6 separate regions of the Mus musculus genome follow, and regions 1, 2, 4, 5 and 6 are each linked to region 3. The links are chromatin contacts, called in public promoter capture Hi-C maps. All regions are on one chromosome and are shown on one strand. The core of a region is the stretch at or near the end of the contact, and the rest is flanking DNA. Distances in the headings are between cores, read along the strand shown. Region 1 holds the start of Nupr1 (nuclear protein transcription regulator 1). Region 2 holds the start of Stx1b (syntaxin 1B). Region 3 holds the start of Itgal (integrin alpha L). Region 4 holds the start of Lat (linker for activation of T cells). Region 5 holds the start of Sgf29 (SAGA complex associated factor 29). Region 6 holds the start of Prss36 (protease, serine 36).

Region 1 (4,127 bases), core at 1,268-3,767, 670 kb before region 3:
TATATAATAGGACCTCATGGTGCTCAAGAATATGTAGGGGACTGGCCACAGGTTGTCTCTGGGACAGCACTGCAAAGAAACAAAGCAACTTCCCTGGAAGAAACCATAGAAACAGGCTCCTCAAAGCATCTGCATACATTAGAACAAGGCAACAATCACGGAGAACCGTTCAAGCCCATATGCTACGCAATAAGGACGCTCCCTTTCCAGATCAGCCTCCTAGAGAGACACACAATGGACACAGCCAGACACAACACACCCAAACAAAACAAAGGCACACAACACACGCCAAAGCTGTCACTGCTGTACGATTTATTGTTGCTGCCACCCAAGGGCATCCGATTTATTTCCCCCACAGTTCTTTTGGGGGCTGTCTTCCTAGCTCTGCCCGTCTACCCTCTGCTTCTTGCTCCCATCTTGCCCTTTTGCTGGGTCTGGAAGGGTGGAAGGGCTCCCTCTCCAGAACCTCACTTAGGTGGGAAAGAATCAAGCAGGCCTAGGTCCTGCTTACAACTCCTAATTTCTCCAAGGTCCTGTATCCATTGCTGGGTGTGATGTCCTGTATCCATTGCTGGGTGTGATGTCCTGTATCCATTGCTGGGTGTGGTGTCTGTGGTCTGGCCTTATCTGTGCAGAGGGAAAGCAGGCAACGAAAGGGACAGAGATCAGAGTTTGACTTCCACCTTTCCTACTCATATTTGCTATTACCTTAGAGAAGTACTTGACTCTATCTGCCTCAGTTTCCCTTTCCATAAACCAAACTTCCTCTCCATTGGAAAGGCTCCATGGGAACTCCCCCCACCTCTGGTTACCAGGGAGCTCAGTCAAATACGGGTCTCATATTATTTTAGATGTAGAATAAAAATAGTGTCACAACACTATTGTTTTGTTTTGTTTTGGTTTTGGTTTTTGTTTTTTGTATTTTGTTTTTTCGAGACAGGTTTCTCTGTATAGCCCTGGCTGTCCTGGAACTCACTTCTTAGACCAGGCTGTCCTTGAACTCAGAAATCCATCTGCCTCTGCCTCCCAAGTGCTGGGATTAAAGGCGTGTGCCACCACTGTCCGGCCAACACTATTTTTTTCATTTATTGATATGCCAATGTGTTTGCATGCATGTGCGCACATGCGTATTCTCGTGTGCTACTTTGAGCATATGGAAGTCGGTGGACATTGGGGGCACAGAGGTCCTTGTACTCAAGAGAAGCACTAAGAACCAGAAGTTTTAATCATGCCGTGTGTCTCCTCAATGCAGGAGATAAAGTCAAATACCTGCATTCCACTCAGAAATCTGAGAGTGGATTTTGTTAACAACCTGGTGAGCTTTTGGCTCTGTGTGGAGTCAGACCTCCCCAGCTTTTGCTATAGAAGCCGACCTCACTCAAGTTCTCCAGAATGATAATCCCAGACTCTCCCCTCCCTAGACCATTACCCACTCTTAGGAGAGATGTCACATCTGCCTGATGACCTCCATGCTATTGGTCAGAGACCACTCTAGATTCTAGGCCTTTAGCTCTAGAACCCACCCTCATGGAGTTTCAGTGTAGTCACACCTCAAGCTTTATTGTGCTCCTGGAATTGAACTGATGGACCTGACTGTTGCCTAGAAACCTCTTCCCAAATTGTACTGTGTTTTAAATATGCTGACAGTGAACCGCCTGGCGTTAGATGCCCTGAAATCTGATCCAAGCTGATGGAATTCGGTCTGAATGGGGTTTTCATTCTTATCACTTCCCTGCCTGGACATCTATCTGCAGGGCTCCCTGGGAACACAGCTTGCAGTTGGTTCTCTCCCCTTTCATCACTCGAGTCCCAGAGATCAAGCACAGGTTGTCCTGCTTGCCTGCAAGAGCCTCTACCTGCAGCGCCATCTCACCAGGACCAGCTTTTGGCTCCCCGCTTCCCGCTCGGCACACTTAGGCCCGGCTCTCCCGACTCACCTCCAGCTCCGTCTCAGCGCCAGGCTTTTTTCCTTTCAGAGTTCTGGAACTTGGTCAGCAGCTTCCTCTCATGCCCGCCAGGGCTAGGGCGGTTGGTATTGGCAGCAGCTTCTCTCTTGGTCCGACCTTTCCGACCTCCCCCGACTGGTGGAGCAGGAGGTAGAGGAGGTGTGTGAGGTTAGGACAGGCATATAAATGGCCAGAGTGGGGCGGTCACGTCTTCACGTCTGAAGCACTCTATCCTTGCTGTTTACTCAAGTATAGAATGAGAGATGCTCACTTGTGAGTTCTTGGGGCTAAGGGAGACAGAACTCAGTAGATGAGACTAGAAGGGGTTACTTGGGAGTTGGGAATAGATTAGCTAGGAAAGGTAAACCGGGGTACCCAGTGAGAAGCAGATGGGCTGACCAAGGAGCTACCACGAAAACCTTACCGACACAGGGATGGGCCAGGCTGTACTGATCATATTCATCCAGGATTCCATCTTCATCCTCTAGGTTTAGAGGTTGCTGGGAAGGGTTGGCTGTTGGTGGCAAGGTGGCCATTATGCCTAGTCTGCTCTCTCCAAAGTCTTGCCTGTGTCTCCTTGTCTGAATGTCTGCCCTCTCCCAGTTTCTCACCCTACTTATAACGCTGTCTCCTCCCTAAACCACGGGGTTGGCCCCCGCCCTCCAAGCCCTGTCTGATGCAATCTGGCCCTTTCCCAGAACTGGGCCCATAGACAGCAGTCCTGAGCAGAGAGGAGCACCCTCCCCTCCCTCCTCCCTCACAGGACTCACCCAAGCACAGCTGTGTTTTTCCACGTGGAAAGCTCTCGCCTCAGGGGCGGAGGAAGCAGACAGGATCTGGGCACAGTCTTTGGGATATTGGCCAGGGAGAGCAGAGGGCCTCAGATAGGCCAGTCCTTCCTATCATTTCAGCCTCTGCCACAAGCCCCTCCTGGGCCTGGGTCATAGTTAGACAGACAGACAGACAGACAGACAGACACACACACACACACACACACACACACACACACACACACTGTAGTCTGGTTCAGATTCAGGAGGTAGTGGCAGCATACATACTGAAAAGGGAGGGAGGAGGGACACTGACCCACTTCTTGCTTGGTCAGCAGTTCCTGTCACACCCAAGGCTTCTATTTTTGTGAAAAGTCCCCTTCAACAGAGTCCCCAGGGACTTCTTCCTCATGCAAGATGGAGGATAGCTAGCTGGTAGAGACAGCAAATACCCTGGATTCCACACTCTGATTCCTGATCCACCTCCCTCTACCTTTCTTTCTGACAGAATCCTTCTATGGAGCCCAGGTTAGCCCTTGAACTTGCAATTCTCTGGCCTCCTCATCCTAAATGCTGGGATCACAAGTCAGCTCAGATCCAGTGTTTCCTGCTGTGTGACCTTGGACACGTCACTTTCCCTCTCTGATTGCTTCAGGTTCCCCCTTTAACAGAGGATAACTCTATCTGGCTCTGTTGGTGAGAGGTTGCAGACTCATGAGGCCTGGAAAACCTTCACAAGCGGGAACAGTGTAAGGATTAGTCACAACTTCCCATGGGTTCCCATACAGTGCCCTTGCCTTGACCCTCCCCCCTCAAAAAAAAAAAGGGTGGAGAAAAGGAATTTAAAATAAAATATTGTGTGTTGGCAAGATGACTCAATGGGTAAAGTACTTGCCACCAAGCCTGACAACCTGAGTTTATCGGTTTCCAGGACCCATACAGTATGGGAGAGAAAAATGTCCCATAAATTGTCCTCTGACCCTCACATTCCTATCCATGTACACACACAATAAATACGTGTGACTTCTAAAATTTAAATAATATATTGAGGGCAGAATGAAATAAACAGGTATTTGTGCTTTGATACCCCCTGCCTTGTTTTTTAGGCAGTCTCACTGTTTTAGCTGTGGCTGGCTAAGAACTTGCTCTGTAGGCCAGATTTGAGTCTAGTGTTGAACTCAGAGATCAACCTGCCTTTGACTCCTGAGTGCCAGGTTTAAAGGTGTGCATCACCACACCCAGCCAGTATGAATCAAGTGTGAACTAATAGTAAGCTTTTTCAGTCCATACTAGCTTCCCTTGGGTTGTTTGATAAGAATTAGTATGAATTTTAAGTTCAAATAAAAAGCATGTGAAATGAAATTTTCTACTTTTTTTTTATTTTAAAAAAAGTTTTCATACAATGTATTCT
Region 2 (4,009 bases), core at 1,071-3,570, 530 kb after region 3:
AATTGTGAGTAACAGCAAAGCCATCAGTATTTACCCAATCTCCCCCCCCCCGCCCCGTAACCCCCCAGCCCCCAGCTCTCCACATCATTTGCCTACTGCCCTAGCCACCTGGCTTCCTCCACCCCCACCCCCTCCGGCAGCCCTGGCCACAGGTTTCTTCACCTCTGGGCAGGGAGCCCTGACTCACTCAGAGTTCTCCCCACTCTGTCTCCCTCTCCCTCTAATTATACCACACTTCCACCCCCACCTTATCGCATTTCTCTAGGTTTGGGAGTCATGGAATATTCTTGGCTGCTGGAGATCTGAGTTCGAATTCTATTTTCTCCCTTGTTTAGTTGTGTGGCTTGGGGAAATCTTTAAACCCTCTGGGCTTCAGTTTTCCTGAATATTAGACAAGGCAGACTCTCTGTCTACCTTACCAGGAAGTTGGTTGGGATCTAATGGGATTGCCATGACAACCTGCTTTGCAAACTGCACCTGGAGGGGGGGCGGTTAGGATACTGAGGCTGCTGGTCTGGGTTTGAATCCTGCCTTTTTCTAGCTCTGTAACTTTGGCCAAGTTCCTTAATGTCTCTGAGCCTCTGTTCCCTTTTCTGTGAGATGAGATCATGCTAACACCAGCCTCATAAGATTGCCGGGAATCAGAGGTGATTTCCTATAAAACACACACAGTACAGTTGCCATTGCTACTATGGTTTTCCTCACGCAGTAAATACTCCTTCACATCTCCTCCCTCACAGTCAGCTCCTTCATTCTCCCCACTTCCTCTCCAAAGAGCCACTGTGTTCCTTCCCCGTATGGCCTGTGAACCAGGGTCCCCAACTCCAGGCCCAACCTTTGGAGGCTTCCAACAACACTCTAAAACTTGTGTTTCAAAGGCCGGAGGGTGTAGTCCCATGGTCAACTCGGCAGCCTGGAGGCCCCTGAGCCATTTGACCTGTACCACACACATACTTGCTTGATGACCTTGGGCCAGTCCCTTCCCATCCCTGAACCTCAGTTTCCCAATCTGTCACGTAGAGTAACAATCCCTTGGAATTCTGACATATCCCAATCCAGAGGCCACTGTCACACAGCAAACTGGAACCTCAAGCTCCTTGGGCTCATGTCATTCTTAAAATGTCTCGGCACCCTCCCTGCCCAAAACCATTCTCAGCAGGCGAGCACAGTCCCTCCAAAGAGCAGCCTCCCCTGCAGCCCCCCACCTTTCCTCCTCCAGCTCTGCTGGCCAACCGCCTGGAGCCTGGCCCCTGGCTTCCAGCAGCCTGCCCCTGGCTGCTCCCATGCTCCAGTTCCCCCAAGCACTGTGTGGCCTATGTCACACAACCCAATTCTGTGACCTGGTGGATGGATCTTTCTCTCCTCTCTCACCTTTGGGGTCACCTAAGCTGAGGCTCTGGCCCAGGGGAACTCAGTCACACACACACACACACACACACACACACACACTCCCCCTCTGAGCAGTGCCCTCTCCCCACGGAGCAACATACCAGTGCGCGTGCGCGTGGACACACACACACACACACACACACACACACCACCACCACCACCACCACCACCACCACCACCAGTACCACCACACACTTCATTCACTGCCAGGTGCTGGCATCTAGTTCCAACCTGTGTCCTCCATAGCATCCCAAATCTGGGTCCTCCTGGACCCGGCCTGGCCAGCAACCACCCCCTCCATCCGCCTAATTTGACAAGCCTGCTCTAGGGGATGATGGTGTCCCCCAATCCTCTCTTGACATTCACTTTCTCCCACCCCCAGGTTAGATTCTAGGGTCCTCCCGGGCATTTGGGCTGCCCAGGCCCCTGAGACCTCTCCTGCCCCCTTGTGTCTTAATGGCCTCCAACTCCTTCCAGCCACTGTCCTCCAATTGCAGGTTCACTGGAGATACCAGGTGCCAGGAGATGTGAGGGCTCCTGGCTTCCAACCTCTAGTCTCATCATTTGCTCCCCATGTCTCAGAACCTCCCCCACTCCATCCCCCAAGCGCTCCCCAAATACAGGGTCCCGCCTCCCCACCTCTCCCACCCCTTAGCTCACACTCCGCAGCTCCTGAGTCCGATCCTTCATCCTGCGACGGGCTCCTCCTCCCCTTCTTCGTCCTCCCGCCTCCGCTGCTGCTCTCTGCCTCTTGCCTCTGTCCTGGAGGCCGGGGTCTGGGGGCACCGGGCTAGACCTCCGAGGGATGTGCGGATAAGGTGCGCGGCGGGGGGGCGGGGAGCTAAGGCCAGGCAGAGACAGGGGCCTGGGCCGACTGGGCTCTGCCTAGGCTGCGGTGGCGATGCGGCTGCGGCACAGGGTTGGATGGAGGGATGCGGGAGCCGAGGCGCGGGGGAGGGGGGCGGAGGGAGGTGAGGAGGAAGGGAGGGAGGGGGAGCGGAGGGGGCGGGGAGCAGGGGGCATGCGCAGCGCCCCGGGCTGGGGGCGCCTGGGGGTTGTAGTCCGGGGAGGGGCACCCAAGGGAGGGGCACTGGGGAGGCCCAGAAGTTGGGAGGGGGGAGCCCAAGAAGCTCGGAGAGATGCAGAGGCAGGGATAGAGATGCTGGGTAAACTGCAGTTGGGGTGGACCGTCAGAGAAGGTCTAAGGCAATGAACTAAGGGACTAACCTGAGAGGAGCGGAGTGTCTGTGAGCCTACGCAGGACTTCCTTTTATCCTGTCCCTTCGGCTCTGCGGAAGAGTCTTTTGGGCATTAGAAATAACAAACCTGACCCTGTATGTGGCTATTGCTTGCTGAGAAGGACATGGGGCTTGTTCTGTACATCCTTTGTCACCCTACCTGAGAGTGCCCTGGCACTGGTGGATCTCAGCTTGTCAACCCCCAAGAACAGAGTGGTCACTACCTGCTGAGACTTTTGGTCTGGGATTTTGGATGACTGTGTTAAAAATGATATTTATCTTGGCCTAGAGTGAATCTCAGTGGTATATGCTTGCCTGCAAGGCCCTGGGTTCCATCCCCCAAGCCGGGGGTTGGGGTGAGGATGGGGATGCAGAAGGAAGGAAGATGTCTGCTGGGAGTAGAATCTTTGGTGGTGGTGGGGGTGTAGAATCTTGAATCTGGTGCTGCAGAAGGTCCAGAGAGCCTGCCACCCTCTGCTCTCCCTCCTTCCATCCTATCCTTAAATATTACTTCAGTTCTTCTTCTCATGGCAGTGGGGTTTGGACTCCCAGTTGGGTGGGCTTCCACCCTGCTTTTGCCAAATACCCAGTAACTACCTTAAGACACCATTCATCTGTGTCATGGCAGGCAGGGCCTACCGTCTGTGACCTTCAACAGTTCCTACAGCCAAGACAAGACTCTCTTCTTGTCTCCTCACCTCGCCTGCCCCCGCCCCCCACGTCCCACGCCCTTAACCTCTGAGTTCTGCCTCCCCCCTCCCTCCAGTTCTTCCTCTGATCTGTGACCCTCAGTCAGGGCTCCTGGGAGCTAAGTTATCTTCTTCCTTTTTAATCCCTCTGACTTTACGTACACGTGTATGTAGGTGTGCTCACTTGTACATGTGCACACATGTAGGTCAAAGGTCAGTGTTGGGTGGCTTCTGTCATTCCCCACCTTACTTGTAGTTTTTGTTTGTTTGTGTTGTTTGTTTTTTCGAGACAGGGTTTCTCTGTATAGCCCTGGCTGACCTCGAACTCAGAAATCCACCTCCCTCTGCCTCCCAAGTGCTGAGATTAAAGGTGTGCACCACCACGCCCTGCTTACTTGTAGTTTTTGTTTTAGAGACAGGCTCTTGCACTGAACCCAACCTTACACCATTTTTGATCTACTGGTTGAGCTGGGACCTTCCTGTTTCTGTGCCTCTGGGGCCTGCAGGCTTACAGGGGTATAGAGGTGTGCTCTTGTACACAGCTTCTGTGTGGATGCTGGAGATCTGACTCAGGTACACTTCACCCACTGAGCCTAGGTTCTCATCTTGGCCTACTGTACCTTCCTGCATCTTCATGCCTGTAGTACCCACTCACCTATACCTGTAAACCAGGGAATCTCAGAGAAAGGCACT
Region 3 (3,637 bases), core at 985-3,484:
TCCTGCTCCTCGGCAGTCACTCATCCACGCTTCATCTCTTCAGGCTTACCTGTCTGGGGGCTGGGGACGCAATTCAGTGATAGACAACTGAAATACAAGCCTGAGGCACTACATTTGATTCCAACAACACACACACAAAAATTTACTTATTCTGGACATGTCACTCAAATGAAATTCCACATCTGAACCTTTGCACCTGGTTGCTACCCGCCCACCCCCACCCCGGTCTGTTTTCAGGGTCTGTCTGCACTGTAGCTTGCCTTAGGTGCACCTCATGCCCGTCTCCATCCCCAATTGCAGGCCTTACAGGCTGCCGTGCTCTTTCTATAATAACTAATGTTGTTGAGCATTCCTTCATGTTTTTGTCAGCCATTTCTATTTCATGGTTAAAGAAATGAGCTGGGCAGGTAGCTTAGTGGGAGAGTGCTCGTTTAAAACATAAATGGCTGGGCGTGATGCCACATGCCTTTAATCCCAGAACTCTGGAGGCAGAGGCAAAGAGATGTTCATGAGTTCGAGGCCAGCCTTGTATATAGCGTGAGTTCTAGGACAGCCAGGAGTACGTACAGAAACTTTGTCTCAAAACAAAATGAAAAAAAAACCCAACCAAACAAAAACCCAACAAAACAACAACACCCCGCCCCCCATAAATAATATGAACTGAGGGGCAAAGCTTTGCAATAGAATGCATCAGTTTGATCCCTGCACTAGGAAAATTATTGTTATTTTTGATTTTGAAAAATATATTTATTTATAAAACTTTGAATATTTAAAAATTACTATGTGTGTACGACGGGGAGCAGGGAACACATGTGAAGGGCAGAAGACAACCTTGACCTTTATGTGGGCTCTTTGGGTGGAGCTAACACCTCAAATTCTTTTTTTATTTCTTTTCTTAAAAAAAAAAAAACATCCCATGGGCCCAGTGATTTTTTTTTTTAAGAAAAGAAATAAAAAAAGAATCCCTCAAAAGTTGTCTTTTTAAAGTTGTTATCGAGTTGTCTTTGTGTCCTGAGTTCTTTTTCTTTTTTTTTTTTGTTTTTTGTTTTTTGTTTTTTTGAGACAGGTTTCTCTGTATAGCCCTGGCTGTCCTGGAACTCACTTTGTTGACCAGGCTGGCCTCGAACTCAGAAATCCGCCTGCCTCTGCCTCCTGAGTGCTGGGATTAAAGGTGTGCGCCACCACGCCTGGCTTCTTTTTCTTTTTTTTTTTTTTTAAGAAACAAAATTAGGGGCTGGTGAGATGGCTCAGTGGGTAAGAGCACCCAACTGTTCTTCCGAAGGTCCAGAGTTCAAATCCCAGCAACCACATGGTGGCTCACAACCATCTGTAACAAGATCTGACTCCCTCTTCTGGAGTGTCTGAAGACAGCTACAGTGTACTTACATATAATAAATAAATAAATCTTTAAAAAAAAAAAAAAAAAAGAAACAAAATTAACCAAATGGTAGTAGTGCATGCATACCAGTAATCCCAGAGGTAAGCAGATCTCAGATCTCTGAGTTCAAGACTAGCCTGGTCTACAGAGTAAGTTCCAGGGTGGCCAGGGCTACGCAGAGAAACCCTGTCTTGGGAAAAAAAAATGTGAAAAAAAGAAAAGGAGGAGGAGGAGGAGGAGAAGGAGAAGGGAAGGAAGGGAAAAGGAGAGGAGAGGAGAGGAGAGGAGAGGAGAGGAGAGGAGAGGAGAGGAGAGGGAGAGGAGAGGAGAGGAGAGGAGAGGAGAGGAAGAAAAGAGAAGAGAAGAGAAGAGAAGAGAAGAGAAGAGAAGAGAAGAGAAGAAAAGAAAAGAAAAGAAAAGAAAAGAAAAGAAAAGAAAAGAAAAGAAAAAAGAAATTAGCTCTGAAGCCTGCAGCTCTGTGGCTTGCTCCAGGCTCTCTTTTCTGCATGCATCCTTTTGTCACCCACAATCTTCCTGTGTGGTTCAAGCAGGGACGGTTTAGGGATGCTTCCTGAGCAACCCTCTATCTGGCTTGTTTGTTTGTTTGTTTGTTGTTTTAGATAATATAATTACAGCACTTCTCCCCTCCCCCCCCCTTACCCCTCCCTCCCCCGAGTCTACTCCCTACTCCCTTCTATCAGGCTTTGAAGAATCTTCCGGGGCCTGGTGTGAGAGCGGAGGTTGCCTAGCTGAAGTGGCAGTAATTTAACCGCCTTGCTGTCTGCTCTTGGATGATGTGAAAATGCAAGTAGGCACAGGAAATGTATCTAACCTGCTTATACTTCCTCTCTGAACAGAGAGGTTTCACAACCCGGACAGGAGCGCACCCCCTCCTTCCACCCCCACCCAGTGTCATCAGCCTGGCAGCCCTGAGAAAGTTCCACTGGAAGGGGCCCCATGCAAGAGAAGCCACCATTTCCCTCTTCCTCCCGGGTCTAGGTTGCCAGCAAATCTCAAGAGCTCTCTGAGATCGAGTCCGGACCCACAGGTCCCTCCTAAGCGCAGATGAGTTTCCGGATTGCGGGCCCCAGACTTTTGCTACTGGGACTCCAGCTGTTTGGTAGGAAATCCAGGAGGGAGGGGAAAGGGACGTTGTCTGTGACAGGGGAAACCAGAAGGCTCTGTAGAGCCAAAGAAGATGAGGAGCCACTCCAGGGGATGGACGGTATAGGTGATGTGGGACCCAGGAATCCCGGAGAGAGAAGAGGGAACCTACACAAACTTGAAGCATGATATCGAAGGGCGTGGAAGGAAGAGCGGGTGGGAGGTGGAGTGAGCCTTCACGTGTTTAGGTAGATGGTTGGAAGGACTCAGGATGGGAGAAGGCTGGGTTAGGTTTCTACTCCACCTCCTTTGTATTATGTCTGCTTGGGAGTTTTGGGCACCTGAAGGGAGGTGAAGAGGGTACCCTCATCTCTGATATCCAGGACACAAGGTGCTATAAGTCTTTCTGTAAGGAAAGTTGGACCAGAAAAGGACAGTTTAGAGGCTGCAGAGGGCACTCTAGCTGCCTAAGATGGGGGAGGGGCGGTGTTGGATTTTAAAAGGTCGGGAGATACCTATGTCTGGTGGGTAGAGTTGGGAAACTTAAGTCACCTGCTGGGTTCTGGGTATGGTGACTCCATGAGGCTGGTCACTTCTCAGGTGCTGGGATGCAAGGTGCCCAGAGAAGCGCAGTCAGTGTGGCAGCCATGGGGCCTCAGGGCAGACTCTTCCCAGTCCCTGCCTGGGAACTTGGTCATTCTATGCCTGGAGGCCCCCTCCCTGGCTTCTTTCTCATGGGCCTCCGCCTTCTTACCCTTCCTTCTTTCCCAATAGGTCCAAGGGGAAGTTGAGTCCTCTGGGTCTGGGAGGAGTTACCCTGGGAGACAGACTGTGTAGTCTCCTAGTCTCTAGTCCAGGCCTCAGAGGGAAAGTCCTGGCGCCACCAGTCTGTGCTTGGGTGTAGGCAGCCTCAGAGCATGAGTGGGTTTGGAGGAACAGGCCTCAGAGGCAGCACTAGTCTGTGTCTGTGTGTCTGTGTGTGTGGGGGGGGTCTGTGTGTGTGGGGTGTGTGTGTGTGGGGGTGTGTGTGTGGTCTGTGTGTGTGTGGGGTGTGTGTGTGTGGGGGGGGGGGTCCAGATAGGGAGCAGCTGACTGCTTTGCTCCCCGCAGCCAAGGCCTGGAGCTACAACCTGGACACACGGCCTACGCAGAGCT
Region 4 (3,641 bases), core at 1,090-3,589, 930 kb before region 3:
TTTGTTTTTTCGAGACAGGGTTTCTCTGTGTAGTCCTGGCTGTCCTGGAACTCACTCTGTAGACCAGGCTGGCCTTGAACTCAGAAATCCGCCTGCCTCTGCCTCCCGAGTGCTGGAATTAAAGGCGTGCGCCACCACCACCCGGCTATGTAATCAAAGTTCTTATAGATACATTAGATGATATTGCTTCCAAGAAACAACAGTGTACTATACAAAAAGAACCGAGACGCCAAAAAAGGGGAGGGGGACTTTCAGATAAGAGAAATAAATTCTTTTGTTTTCTTTTTGTTGATCGTCGTGCTGTTTTGGTTTTCGAAGAGAGGGTATCACTATGTAGCCCAGGCTAGCCTCAAATTCAACCCTCCTGCCACTGCCTCCTGATGCTGGGATCGTAGGCCCTCACACCCAGCCGAGAAATGAAATTTCAATGGCAGGGTTCAAAAAGAGTCAGGAAATTTCTTAGACAACAGAGACGAAGGAGCAAAGGTGGAAGGAAAAACAAGACAGTCGGAAGTGATGAGGAGCAGGAAGCCCAACGTCTACAGGAGGAAATGGAAGGGCGGCAATCGTCACGGAGGTGAGAGGGAGGCAAGAGTGGAGAGCTGGCAGCACATGGCAGAGGGAGGTAGACAGAAAGCCTGACTCACCAGAGAAGGCACTGTCTCCAAGGTCAGGGTTGCTAGGCACAGGAGCAGAGGAGACAACAGGGACGGCAGCAGGACTACTGTCAGGCAGCACCACTCTGGAAGAAAGGAAGGAACGAGAAGTTGATAAAGGGCACACAACTTCCACGGTCACCTCCCCTCTACCCACTCACAGGTAGCCGTTGGGATAGTCGTCTTCATCCTCATCTGCATCCACATTCTTACAGGCTGGCTCTGTGAGAAAGGAGAGTTAACACGACCTGGACAGGTCCAGCCTCCCCACCCCACCCACTACCCCAGACCCCAGACCCACCCTGGTTCTCGTAGCTTGCCACACTGTTGGCTTCAAAGAGAGAGGGAGAAGAAGACTGGATCAGCTCAGGTTGTACATCCTCCCCAAAGCCCTCCTGTGCCCTACACCCTTACCATCATCTGAATTCTGCTGGGAAGATGGCATCCGATGGGAACCCCCAAGGGGCTGTGGGGATCTCCTGGAAGCCAAAGGTCAGAGATTACGTCTAGGTAGGACTCTGGGAGCAAGACAACCAGGAAAAAGCGCCTCCCCAACCTAGAAGGTGGAGAGGCACAGTAGACCCAAGGGACGGAGTTGGGGGATACTCACGGGATGGGGAGCAGGTCTGGCTGCCTCAGGGGTGGGAAGGAAGTGACTAGAGGGTAGGAAACAGCAGGTGTTCGGGGGACGGTTATTTCTGAGGACACAGAATGAAGCTTGAGGGATGGCTCCAGACACCCCCCATCAAGGCCTCGAAGGACAAATGGACCCCAAAATAACATGCCCTAGACAGACATGGGGGCTCCCACTTTCCCCATCCCAAGCCAGGGAACAGCCCTTCAGACAGCTAAAGGTGAACAAGGACAAACGCACACTCTTAAAAACCCTCGAGGAGGGCCAGAGACACTGAACTCACGAGGTGGCTTGATGAGGATGCTTCTTGGGTACAAACTGGCAGGAAAGAGACAGCTTGGGTACAGGGCCAAGAGGGCCCCAGCCCCAAACCCTTGAGTGGAACCAAGGGAAGACACACAGGGACACGGGCTTCCCACTCACCTCTCTGTGGAAGTGCTGTCATAGGAGACTGGAGGAAAGAAATCCAACAAGTCAGGATCGGGGTGCACCAGGGACAAAGAAACTCAGGCCCCCCACCATCAATCAGGGCCCAGGTAGGGACAGTGGAGAGTGCAGGGGCTGGGGAGGGTATGAGGATCCAATGGAGCGCCCACCCATCATCCAGTTCCGCAAAGCTTCCCACTTACCTGGCAACTCACGGCAGCGCACGCACAGGGCAGCCAGGAGCGTGACCAAGAAGGGCAGCAGCAGGAGGCCCAGCCCCACCGGGCTCAAGGCGTCTGCTTCCATCTGCAGAGCACCTGCCACAGGCCCTGCTGCACTGCAGCCCCTCGAGACAGAGTGGCAGCAGGGGTATGGGACCAAGCGGGCTCCAGCCTGGGATCCGCCCGGCAGTAGGCAGCCGTATCCTTTCGGGGCTGGATGGCTCCCCTCTCTTGCTGGACTGAGTTGAGAGCAGTGTTGGCTCTGGAAAGGTGCTCGCCCCAGAGCCAGAGCTGGGGCCCGTGCCCCAGCTACCAGCTGCACGATCCCCGTGCCCAGCTGTACCTGCCCCTTTCTTGCTCCCCGCCTGCCTCTCCTGCTCACCACCGCGTGCGACAGGAAGCTGTGGTGAGGGCAGGAAATCATCAGGCTGCTCAGCAGGCTGAGCCTGCCCCCTGCCCACTCACCCCCACCCAGTTGTGGGAAGGGGGAGGAGGCAGAGGGACTGTGTGGAGGAAGGGTCTAAGGCTGCAGGATGAGGCAGCCCGTCCACTAGGAAAGGAGACACGTGCCAACCAGGCCCGCGGTACCCTCCCCATGCCCGGGTGGGAGAACTGCAAGGAGGCTCTGCCAAGGCCTGTGTGGACCGAGGGCACTGAGGGCACCACAGGCCCCCAGCTCCCAGGCTTAACTACTGGGAGAGCGACTTCCAGGGGACCACGGTGAGTCACAGTCATACTGAACCAGCTCACTCAGAAAAGAGCAGCCCTCCTTCTAGATTACCAAGCTCAGAAGACAGGGACTTACCCACAGGGTGACCTGACAGCCCCTGCTAAGTCCTGGGACTATGGATATTCCCTGAGGCCAGTGGCACCCACAGAGAGACAAGCAGTCAGTCAGGAGTCTGATTACAAATTTTATTCCATTACAAATAGCACCAAACCCCTTGGGCTGTCCTAGTAGAGAGGACACCCCTTCCCCGTTTCTGGACTCCCATCTCTTCCCTGGGCTGCCCATGTAGTGTCTGGGAGCTGGGAGATATCCCAGGGCTTCCTTCTTGGACCTGGGCCTGGTGAGGGCTTCTGCCTGGGAACCGTCTTGGGTGGGCCCAAGGCCCAGCTGCGATGCATCAGTGGCCGGGTAAGCACCGGCTCCTCAGATGAGCACGCTGGACACGGGGACTCGGGTAGAACGGCCTCGCTGAGGTACTACAATCCGGTCATCTGAGGGCCCAGACTCATGCAACAGACCTGCGAGAAAGGGGTCAGAGCCAAGGCCAGTAAGATAAGAGCCAGCAAGGGGACACAGGCAGCAAGGGGACACAGGCAGAGGGGCCCAGATGAGGCAGCATGGAGAGCCCTCAGAACTGCACACAGACAGAGCCCAATCCACTTCCAGACAGACCCAAAGCTAAGCTGGATGAGCCTGGGATGCTGGGACTCTTGCCCCCAGCTGGTGGCATGAATGGATGGGCTAGTCTGAGTGGAGGGAGAACTGTAGAGTACATACGCGGAGACAGACAGACAGGCAGGTGGTACTGTGAAGGTGGACCTACAGTGACCCTCACTCACCCTGCACGTGGAGTTGAGCCCGCCGGCGGTCATCTTCAATGAACATGGCGGTGCCCAGGAAGGCCGCACCACCCAGTGCCCCAACGAAAGCACAGAGCATGAGCGAGAACTGCAGAGCCCGGAACTCGGACAGGA
Region 5 (3,876 bases), core at 1,256-3,755, 650 kb before region 3:
GAGGCAGAGACAGACACAGAGGCACTGAGAAAAGAATTGAGAATCGAGAGGTATACAAAGGTAAATGGACAAATCAGAGTAGAACAGAGAGGCAGAGCTAGCCAGGTGTCAGGACAGAGTTCCAGGGTTAGTAGGGTTAAATAAACTACATGGCTTGCTGGAGGACTGCTCTAGCTAAAAGGCCTAAACTTTAAAATATTAAAAAGCCTCTGTGTTATTACTTATACCACTGGCAGGTGGAAAGGCCTGCTATACCAAACCGTAAAAACTGTGTAATTGTTTGAGCCAGTGTATCCTGCTTTTCTAGGATATCCAGGGTGTCCTGGAGCTCTCTGAATAACCAGGCTGGCCTCAAACTCACAGATATCCTCCTGCCTCTGCCTCTTGAGTGCTGGGGAGTGAGCTATCACACTTGACTCTGGAATTCTTCATAATATGATTTTCCCAAACTCACAGATGTAGAACTGAAACAGGATGGGTGATAGAGCCATTCACTGCACCTTGATAAGAACTACAAGTGGTGATGGACACCTTTAATCCCAGCACTTGGGAGGCAGAGGCAGGTGGATCTCTATGTGTTCAAGGATAGCCTGGTCTGCAGAGTGAGTTCCAGGACAGGCAAGACTACACTGAGAAACCCTGTCTTGATGCCCCCTGCCACTTGTAACAACAACAACAAGACACTGTTTCTCTGTGTGATAGCCTTGGCTGTCCTGGACTCGAGTTGTAGACCAGGCTGGCCTCAAAGTCATAGAAATCCACCTCTCCTTCCTGAGCACTGGAATCAAAGGCATGTGCCACCATGCCTGGCTAGCTTCTTTCCTTCCTTCCTTTTTCTTTCTTTCTCTCTTTCTTTCTTCCTAGACTAGTCTCACTGGTGTCTTGAACTCCCTATATAGAACAAGCTAGCCTCATTCATAGACATCTACCTGTCTCTGTCTTCTAAATGCCACTAGCTTTTCCATGTAGTCCAAGATCACCTTCCCAGAGAACGGTGCTACCTACAGTGGCTGGGCCTTCTGTATGAATTAACATGGTAACGTGGTAGTGCACTCCTATAATCCTATATAATCCATTAGACAATTCCCTATAGCTAGGTCTGTCTGGGAAATTCCTCAGTGAAGACTGCATTGTCCAGTGGCTCTAGGCCCTGTCAAGTTGTTAAAATTAACCAGGACAACTGACTAGACATACAGATTCAATGAAAGAAAATTATTTTTTCAAACTGTAAAAAGTATGTGTCTCCGTGTGGGTATGTGCACGTGAGTGCAGGTGCCAGAGGACAGCACATCAGTACCCTTGGGGCTGGAATTGCAGATCGTTATAAGCCACTACTGTAGGCACTGGGAACTGAACACGGGCTCTTTGCAAAAGCAGTACATGTTTTTGATTGCTCGGCATCTCCCCAGACTCATTCATATACATACACACACACACACACACACACACACACACATATATATATATATGTATACACACACACACACACACACACACACATATATATATATATATATATATATATATATATATATATATATATATATATATATACATTAATTTCTTTGCTAGTCTAGGGGCTAAAATAGTTTCAGTGTTAAAATGTAAGGTTTCCTAATAGAAAAATATCTGATAGCTTGTTGTATGCCAGGCACAGTGCTATGTACTGGGAATGTCTAATGATCTTGACCTTATAGCATTTGTAATTCTATCAGAGAATAACAATATGTAATTATAAACTTTAAAAGATTTTCAAAAATATTTTTATTCTATGTCCAGGCGTATGTATATGTGTATGTGCACCTGTGCAGTGCCCTCAGAGGCCAAAAGAGGGCATTAGATCCCTTGGAGCTGGAGTTACAGGCAGTCTGAGCCAGCTGACCCAAGTGCTGGCATTCTAATTCTGGTCTTCACGATTGAGCAGTACTTGCTCTTAACCACCAAACCATATTGATTTTTTTAGGTGTTATGTACGAAATATTAGGATAGTTAGGGTGGGAGCAGTCCCTAGGGACTGAGCCCGGGACCATGCTAAGCAAGTGTCCTACCACTGCACTAACTGGGCAGGCATCCACAGGGTAGGTATCCAAAGATGTAGCTAAATGTTTGCATGTCCAAATCTTTTATTTGCTGGGAAGATTCTGTAAAATACAAGTACTAAACCTAAAACTGCTTATTTGGAATTTAAAAATATTTTCAGATACATTTTAAATTCACGGCAAATTTCAGCTTAAAGTACAGAGTTCTCATCTGCGTCCTGGGGCCCTCCCTCCTCATCCCCAACAATCTGATGTGGTTTTGTTGTTGTTTTCTTCTGGTGCAGAGGATCCGCTCCCATCACCTTTCACATGCGAAGCGAGGCTTCACGCATGCTTTTCTGTTCCTTTGACTCTGATCTATTAAATCATGATTAAGTACATCAAAGCACAGGTGTCGAAGTAAGAACTACGTTTCCCAGAGTGCAATGCAGCACGTCACAGAGAAGTACCCGGCATGCGCAGAGGAGTCCTCCGCGCTCGACCGCGCTCATAAGAGAAACAGCGTGTGTGGTTCTTGACGCGCCGCGAACCTTCGAACGCAAGTGCGAGACTACCCTGTGAGGAAACGTTCCAGGGATTCGCCTGTTCCCGCCATCGCAGTTACCAGCGCGACGTGCTGTTTCTTCCTGTGCTCGGTAGGTGGGACGGGGCCATGGCAAGGTACCTCCAAGCAGCGCGGGAACGAAAGGCCAGCGTTCCTGCCCGGCGCCCGGCTCGCCGAGGCGGCGTCTGAGGAGACGCGCACGCGCCCTGGACGGGAAGGGGGCGGGGCTGTGGGAGCCGGCGCCCTGGGGCTTGCGCGTGCGCCCTACCTCTCTGAAGAGGTGGGAAGCGGCTGGAGCTGGCTAGTCTAGATGCCGGCAGCTGATGTGAGTCCCAGACATCAGCACATTTTACTACTTTCTCAAAAGCTTAGTTTTTGGTAGCCCAACCTGGCCGTGAGATCGCAGTCCTCCTCCCCCAATCCCGAGTGCTGAGATTACAGACTGCACATGCTCTAAAGGTGTCCATTTTCACAACAGTAACTTCATCCACTCTCCAGCTCACTCTTGTGTTGGCTGACACATGTATCCTAGGACGTCTGCGTCTACTCATCAGCACCTTCCCCTACCTGTCAATGTTCAGCTTTCTCTAGGGAGGCTTTGACTCATGCTGTTTCACAGAAACAGCTCTAACAAAGCCACCTTGACTTCTGGATTCCGAAGTTCAGTGATACAGGATTGGTAGCATCCTCTTTCATTGCCTCGGTTCTCCTCTAAAGAACTCCTGCTTCCATTGCTTCATCTTTAACGGTTGTACCATCAAAATACATAAACCCTTCTTCATCTTGCCTTTCTTTCTGTTCCCTCCTTGGACATTGTCTATTTCACACTTTAAATAAAAATAAAATTTATTTTGGTGCTCTCGTTTCTATCTTGTAAAAATATTTGGTGTGTGTGAAGGCAGGCATGTTCATTCCATGGCACTTTTGTGGAGGTCAATTGACAGCTTTCAGGAGTTCTCTCCTTCCATCATGTAGGCTTCTAGGATGGAACTCGGGGTATCAGGCTTGGCACAAGCACTTGAATCTGCTGAGCTATCTCACTGGCCCTCAAATTTACATCTTGTAGATCAGTATAATGTTGTGGTGTTAGAATCCACAGGGAAAGACCAAATCTTAGGCTCAATTCAAATTTAGATGAAATGGATTTCTTTTATTTATTACTGCTAGGCAGTAGGCAGTAATAGGCAGAAGGATGTCAGCCTTAAAGCCAAACAGCATGCCATGTGGTGTGGAGGGATCCAAAGGAAGGAAGGGGGCTGGAGAGATGGCTCAGCAGTTAAGAGCACTGACTGC
Region 6 (3,928 bases), core at 1,271-3,770, 650 kb after region 3:
AGTCCGTCTCCAACACCACTGTGCTAGCCACTGCTGATAGGCATTACTTGGGTTTTCTCTGCCCCGTCACCCAACACCCCGGGAGCTGTTTTCCTCTTTTCGCAGGAGGAAATGTGCAGGGGGGGAATGCTTTGTCTGAAAGAGCTGGGATGGAACCCGAATCTGACCTAAATCCAAAAGAGAAAAGAAAAGAAAAAAAAGAAGAAAAAAAGAAAAGAAAAGAAAAAAAACAAACCAAAAACAAAAACGGAGAAAAGGTGAGGCCGGGCAACCTCGGGTACATAAAAAGAGGTTAGGAATTTTCCGTGGATCAGAACCAAATCTCCCAAGCTCCGCCTGGGTCCCATTCTTTAGGCTCAGCTTCCGAGGAGGTAACCCACTAGAGGACCCAGCTTTCAGGGCCCACACTTGCAAGGGCGGTGGTGCGTCCCACTTACCAGCCTCCTGGACGTCCCCCCAACCAGTGGCCCAGCAGGCAGTTCCGTGAGCGAAGAGGTGCGAGGCACGAGGCAGGCAGACCGGCCGCACAGAGGGGCCCAGCTTGGCTGGCGAGGCCAGGCGCAGCAGAGCCAAGTCTGCGCCCAGTTCCACTGTGCTGTAGTTGTCCGGTATCAGGATGGTGGCCACTGAGCGCATGTGCGCTCCTTCCAGGGGCCCGTCCTGGGAGTGCACGCCCAGCAGAACTGACAATTCGTCCGCGGGCTCCAAGGTTCCATTCCTGCTCCAGTGCCGGGGAGAGAAGGGGACTAGGTTGGCCCTACGGAGTCAGTCCTTGGGACTGGGGACTCAGAGCCAACGGGGAGCTAGGGTCAGTAGGAACCCAGCGAGAGAGCGAATCCAGATTTTTCACCGTGGAAGTCGAAAGGGTCAAATAGGACTTGGAGATGTCAGTGGGAGCGTTGGAAAGATTTCTATTCTAGGGTATTCAGCCTGGACAGCGTGGCATTGCCAGGCAGGAAGGATAAGCAGGGAAGGTTGAGCTGCTGCGCAGGGTTAGCTATAGGAGAGAACCTGGACAAAGACTATACTCACGTCACGAAACAGTGAGCAGCGGAGAGGACCCAGGAAGGGGCGATGAGGGAGCCCCCGCAGATGTGGCCCCCACCTTGATGCAGGCTCACCTGCCATGGCCAAGTGCCAGGATGAGCGTCCGAGCCCCCCACAATGCGGGAAGAGGGCTCAGGGCGGCCGCAGTCTGCAATAGAGACCCCCTAGAAGTCAAAGCTCGGTTAGGGTTCCCCTCCTCTCCTAATCCCTTGGACTCCAGAGACCCTGGTAACTCGGGGAGGGTGGTGGTGGAGCCTGAACCCCTTCAGTTTGCCCTTCTGAACATGAGCAAGCCAAAGCTGGAGGGCCCGGGCACTTCCAATTCACTCATGACCTAGCCAGTTTGAAACTTCTTTAGGATTCAAGACAGCCTTTAGTGCCAGCGCTCAGGAGGCAAAGACAGGTGGATCTCTGTGAGTGTGAGGTTAGCCTGGCCTATGAGAATGAGTTTCAGGATAGCTAGGACTATAGAGAGAGACCCTGTCTCAAGAGCAAAGCAAAGCAAAGCAAAGCAAAGCAAAACGAAAACAAAAACAAGCAAGCAAACAAAAGACAAGATTGGAGGCAACTCATGCCTCTCTCTTACCTAGGTCTTCAAATTCTCCTTGGGTAGGACTGACCACTAGAAGACAGAAGACAGAGAGAGAAAGACGCTCCTTCAGCCCCGACACTGCCAGCACCATCTTCCTGCTCTTCCTGGGCTTTTGCTGCCCTCAGTCCCCCGGTTCCCTGTTTCAGCCCTTTGGTCTGCCTACACTGAGGCATCTGAGCCCAACTCTCCCCAGTCCATCAGTCTTACCTGAGTCCTGGAAGGCTCCTGGAGGGATGGGACTGACCACTGAGAAGACAAGAGGGAGGCAAGGAAAGTCTGGAGAGATGATGCACTTAGGTGTGGCTCTTTCTCCTTCCATCCTATTTTACAGTGTTCCATCTCCCCATGGCATGCAGGCCTCCTTTCCCCTTCCCCTTCTGCACAATCCCTCGGGCTCCTGGTATGGCCCTCTCCTCCTTCCACCACCCTCCCGTCCTTCCTCTTGACACTCTGCTCCTCTGCCTACTCTGCTATCTTACTGCCATAAGGGATGCAGGGTATATCTCCTGCTTTTCAGCTCTCTAGGGTTGGTATCCAGGCTTCTTAAAGCCCGGTCCTCTGAACTTACCCATGATTACAACTGGGAGAAACAGGTGATGGGACATGGTCTACTAAAGTCAGCTGGAGGCACAGAGGCAGGTGAGAGGCTGCTTCCTGCCACCACTCTGTCACCGGACTATGTAGCTGGTTCCTCCTGATGGTCCCAGGGGTAGCCCCACCCTCCCTGGCTGGAGCCCATCTGTGGGAATCTGAGAGGATCTGGGCCTGAAAGGGGAAAATAGGGAGGTCAAAGGCCCCACCCTGAATTCTGGTGCATCTCACATATCTGGAGGCTCAGAGTGGAGGTAGGGCGGTGTCCTCACTCCAGGACACCTGTTGGATGTGGAGAGTTGAGCAGGGCGCCCCGTGTGTTAAACCGACTCAGAGGACTGTGGTGGGTGGAGTGCTAGGAGCACATGCCCTGGGTCCGTGGAAGAGCAGGATGGGGCTGGGCAGTAGCCCTTGGCATGACTCACCTGAGACCTCACCCTTGATTGGGGTGTGGCTTCCCCAGTGGCTTGGCCTTTTCTTCTCACACAGCTCTGGTTACTGGAGTTGCTGGCCAGGCCTGGGACAGGAACTCTAGGGAATTCAATTCCATCCTAACAAAGGGATCACAGATTCTGCCTTGTTGAGCAAGGCCTGGGGGTACTGGAGAGGACTAAGCAGCCTGGTAAAGCTGGAAACCCCTCTGTGCTGGGGTGGTCGACTCTCAATGCTGTTCCTTGCTTGCTCTTCATGTGACTTAGAAAAGTCACTCCGTCTCTTGGTACACTATTTATCATTAGGAGTCTATTTAAGGAAGGTATGGCACTGGGTGTGGTAGTACCTGTGACCCCAACACTGTGAAGTCTGAAAGCACTCCAGTCCACAGTTCCTAGACTACACAGAAGCTGGAGATGTGGGTTAGCTGCTATGATTGCTTGCTGCTCTTCCAGAGGACCTGAGTTCAGTTTCCAGAATCCACAACACCAGCTCACAACCTCCGGTGACTTCAGCTCCAGATTTGGTGCCCTCCTATGCCCTCTCTGTGGGTAACAGCACCCACATGGCATAGAGGGGTGTGTGTGAGTGAGTGTGTGTGTGAGTGTGAGTATGTGTGAGTGTGTGTGCGAGCATGTGTGTGTGTGCGTGTATGTGTGTGTGTGTGTGTGTGTGAGAGAGAGAGAGAGAGAGAGAGAGAGAGAGAGAGAGAGAAACAAGGGAAAAAGCACATGTTTGGGTAGAAGATATAGCTCAATTGGTAAAATGTTTGCCTAGAATGCATGAAGTTCTGGGCTTGATCCCCAGTTTTACATAAAGCAGGCATGCTGGTGAATGCTTATGATCCTAGCACCTAGGAGGTAGGCGGTAGGTGCAATATCAGACGTTCAGTATCAGGGCTGGAGAGATGGCTCAGTGGTTAAGAGCACTGACTGCTCTTCCAGCTGATGCCCTCTTCTGGTGTATCTGAAGACAGCGACAGTATACTCACATACATTAAATAAATAAATAAATAAATAAATAAATAAATATTAAAGGCGGGCAGGCTGGAGAGATGGAGAGATGGCTTAGTGGCTAAGAGCACTGACTGCTCTTCCAGAGGTTCCAGAGTTCAATTCCCACCAACCACATGGTGGCTCACAACCTTCTGTAGTGGGATCCGATGCTCTCTTCTGGTGTGTCTGAAGACAGCTACAGTGTATTCATATAAATAAAATAAATAAATCTTAAAAATTATTTTTTCAAAAGGAGTTCAAGGTCATTTTT

The links. Promoter capture Hi-C pulls out the DNA fragments that hold promoters and counts their contacts.
Region 1: a contact with region 3 is called in a promoter capture Hi-C map of pre-B cells, with 2.6 times the contacts expected there. The contact joins the promoter of Nupr1 here to the promoter of Itgal in region 3. A contact is called at or near these places in 3 of 39 promoter capture datasets (liver and pre-B cells) and 1 of 115 datasets of contacts at active chromatin or transcription factors (pancreatic cancer cells).
Region 2: a contact with region 3 is called in a promoter capture Hi-C map of hematopoietic stem and progenitor cells, with 4 times the contacts expected there. The contact joins the promoter of Stx1b here to the promoter of Itgal in region 3. A contact is called at or near these places in 7 of 39 promoter capture datasets (cranial neural crest, embryonic stem cells, frontonasal cranial neural crest and 4 more) and 1 of 9 other capture datasets (embryonic stem cells).
Region 4: a contact with region 3 is called in a promoter capture Hi-C map of pre-B cells, with 2.2 times the contacts expected there. The contact joins the promoter of Lat here to the promoter of Itgal in region 3. A contact is called at or near these places in 2 of 39 promoter capture datasets (liver and pre-B cells).
Region 5: a contact with region 3 is called in a promoter capture Hi-C map of hematopoietic stem and progenitor cells, with 2.7 times the contacts expected there. The contact joins the promoter of Sgf29 here to the promoter of Itgal in region 3. A contact is called at or near these places in 2 of 39 promoter capture datasets (hematopoietic stem and progenitor cells and pre-B cells) and 1 of 9 other capture datasets (pancreatic islet).
Region 6: a promoter capture Hi-C map of hematopoietic stem and progenitor cells shows a contact between it and region 3, with 3 times the contacts expected there. The contact joins the promoter of Prss36 here to the promoter of Itgal in region 3. A contact is called at or near these places in 2 of 39 promoter capture datasets (hematopoietic stem and progenitor cells and liver).

What each region holds. Positions count from the first base shown.
Region 1 is chr7:126,622,953-126,627,079 of GRCm38.p6, forward strand. It overlaps Nupr1 (nuclear protein transcription regulator 1), which reads right to left and starts at 2,518. Exons shown (of 3, transcript NM_019738.1): 1 at 2,371-2,518; 2 at 1,938-2,081; 3 at 294-627. The coding sequence starts at 2,482. The coding sequence ends at 1,951. All of the region lies in intron 1 of Gm39087 (a long non-coding RNA gene), which reads left to right.
Region 2 is chr7:127,822,211-127,826,219 of GRCm38.p6, forward strand. It overlaps Stx1b (syntaxin 1B), which reads right to left and starts at 2,321. Exons shown (of 10, transcript NM_024414.2): 1 at 2,050-2,321. The coding sequence starts at 2,079.
Region 3 is chr7:127,294,026-127,297,662 of GRCm38.p6, forward strand. Itgal (integrin alpha L) reads left to right here and starts at 2,235. Exons shown (of 31, transcript NM_001253872.1): 1 at 2,235-2,498; 2 at 3,593-3,637. The coding sequence starts at 2,444.
Region 4 is chr7:126,367,229-126,370,869 of GRCm38.p6, forward strand. Lat (linker for activation of T cells) reads right to left here and starts at 2,340. Exons shown (of 12, transcript NM_010689.3): 1 at 1,920-2,340; 2 at 1,714-1,741; 3 at 1,574-1,608; 4 at 1,267-1,354; 5 at 1,071-1,135; 6 at 958-987; 7 at 818-878; 8 at 648-742. The coding sequence starts at 2,022. Spns1 (spinster homolog 1) reads right to left here. Exons shown (of 12, transcript NM_023712.3): 11 at 3,507-3,641; 12 at 2,832-3,185. The coding sequence ends at 3,091. Mir7058 (microRNA 7058) reads right to left here and starts at 817; the gene lies at 743-817.
Region 5 is chr7:126,646,804-126,650,679 of GRCm38.p6, forward strand. Sgf29 (SAGA complex associated factor 29) reads left to right here and starts at 2,506. Exons shown (of 10, transcript NM_029339.3): 1 at 2,506-2,674.
Region 6 is chr7:127,944,205-127,948,132 of GRCm38.p6, forward strand. Prss36 (protease, serine 36) reads right to left here and starts at 2,521. Exons shown (of 15, transcript NM_001319147.1): 1 at 2,208-2,521; 2 at 1,847-1,885; 3 at 1,634-1,669; 4 at 1,033-1,195; 5 at 438-718. The coding sequence starts at 2,244.